Linked DNA regions of Rattus norvegicus: region 1 is linked to region 2. Evidence: chromatin contacts called from public Hi-C data. All regions are on one chromosome and are shown on one strand. The core of a region is the stretch at or near the end of the contact, and the rest is flanking DNA. Distances in the headings are between cores, read along the strand shown.

Evidence for each region. Hi-C and Micro-C count contacts between places; a contact is called where the count stands out from the background.
Region 1: a Hi-C map of liver shows a contact between it and region 2, with 2.1 times the contacts expected there. The contact joins two enhancer-like sites. A contact is called at or near these places in 2 of 12 Hi-C or Micro-C datasets (kidney and liver).

Annotation. Positions count from the first base shown.
Region 1 is chr20:20,356,694-20,359,393 of GRCr8, reverse strand. The region is part of intron 3 of Arid5b (AT-rich interaction domain 5B); the gene reads right to left. Among named protein-coding and RNA genes, the nearest start is that of Arid5b, 51 kb to the right of the region's middle. Within about 2 kb of position 1,378, at least 3 of the 93 cell types and tissues checked have an H3K27ac peak or open chromatin away from gene starts, as enhancers often do. A contact at or near this core is called in liver, where this site is marked.
Region 2 is chr20:20,242,166-20,244,865 of GRCr8, reverse strand. No RefSeq gene overlaps it. Among named protein-coding and RNA genes, the nearest start is that of Trnaa-agc57, 40 kb to the left of the region's middle. Within about 2 kb of position 1,260, at least 1 of the 93 cell types and tissues checked has an H3K27ac peak or open chromatin away from gene starts, as enhancers often do. A contact at or near this core is called in liver, where this site is marked.

The DNA.
Region 1 (2,700 bases), core at 129-2,628, 110 kb before region 2:
AATACCTCACTAAATGCATGCGTCTTAAATATTCTCTGCAGCTGTCCCTACTACACCACACACACACACACACACACACACACACACACACACACACACACACACCAAAAAAAAAAACCCTAAAGCATAATTGATTTCCAAATTAATATTCTTCTTCATTTTCAAAGGGGGAAAGCTTGTTTATAGTTAAACAGGGTTGTGTAAACAAGGTATTTGGCTGGGAGACATTTTCAGGGCTGAGTACTCCAGAGCGGGGTGAAGCTATTTAAAGAATGGAGTACTGGATTCCATAGGCCAGATGCTCGTATAAACGTGAAACTCTGCTCCCACCGCAGATGAAACTATTTTTAGTCAGTGCACATGAAGAGCATCATTCGCTTAAGCATTATGGGGTGGGATTCCAGTTAAACTACATACAGATTCTAGATGGACATGACCTCCTGCGCTCACTCAGGGAGACCAGGCTTGCAGCGAGGACTGTCCTCCTCCTGTCCCACACTGGTAGGACCTCATGGAGTGGAAATGGCAAAGGCTTCAGTGCATCTGAGTAAATCACCATTGCCTCATCTCCTCCAGGCCGGCCTCGCTGTGTGCTCTCTAGAGAGATGAGGTCCAGCCACTGAAGGGCTAGTTCCTGGCACACACCACCGCTCCCCAGGTGACAAAATGCCCACCTGTGACCCCCATGGGTGTGCTGATTATTCTATAGCCTTCGTGGCCTCCCATGCTTCCTCCACCATGCTGGTTACTCTGCAAACTGGAATCTACTTTGAACCCAGATTCCAAAACCAGGAAGGAAGCAAATCTGAAAGTGACGGGAGAGGCACACAAGTCTGCAAACTCGAACGACCCTGGAGTAGACTCTCGAAGGGTTTCTGGCACCAGTCACGAGAATCCTGGCATATACATTCCTTTACCTGACCACTACGAATGCCACCAAAGCTGTTGCTAGCTGCACAGGTCATAGGTCATTTTGTTTCCAGTTTTGTGTGCGTGTTACATATTCCCATATAGTAATTGTGTGCAGAAGAGGCTTAAGGAGGTTTGACATCTCCCGAGATTCCCAGGGAGTGAGGTCAAGGCACAGGAAGCAGTAGTGAAAACAAAACAACGCTTAGCTTGTATGTCTTTCTGGGGGGACATTCTGGAGAATTCACAGGCATCACGAGGAATTACTTTACTCCTTATTTGGATAAGAGATGGTCTACCAGGCTGACCTATAGGCAGTGACTCTAGGCCAGAGCACACCTGCATGTCTGGATCTTTACCTGAGGCAAGGCTATGACATCCTAGATTTTGGCCACAGTCTTGAAGTTGCCACCTCAGTGACAGGCCACTCATGCCGTGAGGCTCACGTCAAGTTTAGTAGGCCAGTGCGGGCTGTTGCTCCCTTGTTTAACCTCTCTGTAACAGACCACGGTGGATCAAGTAGAGATACTAAAGAACTCAAGAGAATGTGTAGCATTTAACTTTTTTAGATGTGGATACAGAATCAAACCAGCTAATCTGAGGATGAGGCCTGAAGCTCTGCCATGGGGTCTTTTCTCCCTGGCAGAGAACTCATTGGGAACTCTAAGAATGAAGATAGAGACAGGAAGGGATGATTTCCATCGTGCCTACTTTCTCTTTCGTGAGGTAAAGATGTGCTGTACAAGCAGGGAGCCTCATCCAAACCCTCTCCTTGGTGCTAATGAAAACAGGGTGCACCATTTTTCTTTTTGTTTTTTAACTTTTAGCAAAAATGCAGTCATCGGCTAACCCCTCCTGAAAACACCAGAAACAAGGCTAATGTTACAAACGTGCATGCATCGCTCATGGTTCTGCGAACATTAGAAGCTACACTAGCTTCTCCCTTGGTCTCTTACGGCGTCACCAGATCCCCCAACTCCGCCCCATGCATTTGTGGACAGCCTTGTAAGTTACAATTATTAACCACTCACTCTAAGATCATATGTAAGTCTTGGCGATGAGACATGAGTCACTCCGGTTCAATGGATTTAACATCTCGATCACAGGTAGGAAAAATTATATTCCAGTACATTCTTCTAATGACTCCTTTAACGTTAGACTGTCTTGGTCTTGCGTTTGTTTTGAGTCCATGGTGGTTTACTTGGCTGGCATGCAGCTTGCTTTCACCGGAGAGCAGGATGGCATACAGTCGATTTGAAGACTTGACTTCAGAACCAGGCCAGAGTCCAAATGCCTACATCGACATCTACATCTATTTCTCGAGCCGCACATCACGCTCAGACTCCCAAGGGTCTCAACTGAGTCCTAAAGCTTCCTAAAGCATGTGTACTTAAATAACTAGTGACAACAGCAGGACCTTGAGGCTACACAGCGGACCTTGTGCTTTTATCAATTATGCAACAAGAGCATTATGCAATGTGAGCCTCACGTGTGTGTGTGTGTGTGTGTGTGTGTGTGTGTGTGCACTGCTAAAATACCCTTGTGTCTAAATCTGTGTTTATTTCCTTTTCCTTAGATTAAGACCCACGCTTAGGCAAGTAAGTTGTTCTAATTCAGCCAATTTGGGGAATTCAAGGTCAGCAAGTGACCCTTGGCTAGCAAAATTGTATAGAAACAAGTTATAGCCAGGAATAGTGCTCTCGAGGACAGAGTCATGCAGTAGCTGTAATTAACTCTATGTAAGCTGTAAGGGAGGAAGGATTTATGTCAGCTCACAGTTTCTGTGGCTTC
Region 2 (2,700 bases), core at 11-2,510:
TGACTGACACTTGTAATTCCAGCACTGGGGACATGGATATAGATGGAAACTTGGAGCTTACAACAGCCTATTTGACCAGTGAGATACCGCATCTCAAAAAAAAAAAAAGTATGTATGCACACAGACACACGGGAACATACATGCACATATATGTATACACACATATATACAAATCAAATGCAGGCTCCTGGGCCTTGATTCCAGAGACTTAGATTAGCTAGGCTATGAGAAAAAGAAAAAGAGAGGGGGGAAAACGCCAAACAAACATAGAGGTCACTGCATGGACTCTAACATTTTAAACTAGTTTCTGGAGGTGGGTTTCCCTGTGGGCTAGCTCTCCTTGGGAGATAGGACCCTAGGAATCAAAAGATTGTCTCCAGGCCTTCACAGGCCTTTGCCTTTTTTGTTGTCTGAGCCCATTGATGAATCAAAAACTATGGCTCTCAGTGGCTGGCTAGGCCCCAGAGTTTGCCCGAGCCCAATTATTTATGGCTTTATTGATGTGCGAGTTATTGCTCTGTTAAGTACCGCAGGGTGTTTAATTGTGTGAAAGGGAAGTGGAAAAGCAGTTGTTGAAAGCTAGAGTTCCCGAGTCTGCGTACCTGATTTCTGACAATGTGTCACAAAACAGCTTGGAAAACACATCTGCACATAAAGGCCGGACCTCGTTCCAAAGTTTAATGAGCCTGCTGGATCCAGAACCTGCTTAGGCAGCCACCTCACCACTTTGTGGCCCCGGCACAAGCCGTGACACCCGTGTGTGTGTGTGTGTGTGTGTGTGTGTGTGTGTGTGTGTGTGTGTGTGTGTGTGTGTGTCTGTGTGTGTCTGTCTGTGTGTGTGTGTGTGTTTTCAAGGAAAGAGACGTTTCTTGGCACTCACATATTTTTTTTTTCATCGCTAATGATTGAACTGGAGCCTGTGACAGAGGCCAAAGCTAGAGGGAGAAAAATGGCGCCAGTAGAAACAGGGGCACCTGGCATGACCTGAGCTGCTCTGTGCACTCTCTGCTCCTCCTGATTGGCACTCAACTTCTCCGACTCCAAAGATCAGCCTTGTGTCTCCAGTAGCTGCTTTCAGAGGCCGCGCCACCAGTGGGTTGGTGGGCTATCCGCTTCCTTTGTGTGTGTGCACACGAATACAGGGTCAGAGGTCAGGCACAGGTATATCGTTCTTCAGGTACCCCTAGCCCCACATTTGTGAGATTAAATTTCCCCTCCCCCACTGGTCTGGAACTTGCCAAGTAGGCTGGGCTAGAAGCCACTCCTCTGGGCTTCATCAGTATTGACAATACAAATGCCTGTAACCACGACTATCTGCCATTTTCAGTGTAGGTTTGGAAACTTGAACTCTGGTGGGTCTTTATGCTTACAAGGCAAACACTGTACCCGCCCCCTCCACCCACCTCAGCCATGTTCCCAGTCCCTACGCATCCCTCACTGCCTCCTGTTCCCGCCAGCGTGCACGAATTCCCTAGCATGTTGTCAATGGGTTCAATGCGGCCTGAGGCCCAAGGGAAGTGGGAGCTTGTGTTAGAGGAGGCTGCTCAGTGCTGAATCTGAAGTCTGCCCGGACAAAGCAAAACAAAGTTTTGTTGCGTTTGACTGACTCTTCGTGCTACAGGTTTTCACTTTGTGCTTGGAGCCATCTAGGCATGCACACGCCAAAGATAAACGACCATACTCCGAGTGAGCTTAAGTTGACACAGGCTTTAGTCAAAATACCTGGACTGAGGACTCATGGGAAACCTCTCCAGAGATCCAGCATCCCACCCGCCTGGTTTCCAGCGAGCTCAGTACTCTCCCCTCAGATAGACCATCCCAGAACTCCCCGGATTCTTTATTCCTCTAACATAATCAGGCATCCCATTATAGCTTTATTTTGGGAGGGGAGATGCTATTACTTTCGGGTCCCCTATAAAATCAAGAACAAACGTTCTTGTCACAGAGATACGTCTGGATGTCTACCTAAATAAATTGTATCATGGGTTTAGATATAGCACAAGACTCTCAACTTAGAGTAAGAGAAAGCCAAAATCCTGCTGTGGACACTTCCGTTCTATGACCCTGAAAGCGCCCCTTAATTTCTCCGGACCCACTTCCTGATTTATTGATAGAACGAAATATTAGCCATCGTGACAGCTTGCTGTGGACAGTAGTGAGACAATGGCCAGAACAAAAACTGCAGCCCTATCTCAGGGCCATGACGAAAAATAAAACATTAATATTCATTTTCCCCAGACAATATACGTAACAGTTTTTAGAGAATTAATAAAAAAATAGAGACTGCTTTTGATATTTGGTGTACTCTGTTGGGGAACTTTCCCCATGCTAACTACCTCAGAGACTAGGCACTCACAAAGTGATGGACATTTTTTTAAATAAAATATTTTGTTTACCAGGAATACAATTTGTACTAGCATACACTTTCTAGGAAGTTTTAAAACCATACTTAAGAAACTGAGCTCAGATGCCCTGTGCAATTACGTATCCTTCTTTAAGTCCTATTCTATCCCAACCAGGCTCATTTTGGAGAGTTCCTTTTATTTTAAAATCTAAGTCTGTTCTCAAGAATGCCTAAGAAGTAAGTTCGCTGGAGTGAATTAAAACAAACGCAGCCTACGATACTGAGAAGAGTGTGTTTGGCCCGTATGGTTGGTGGTTGTGTAAGGAGAAGTGAGTTGAGGGGGCACCACGATTTGA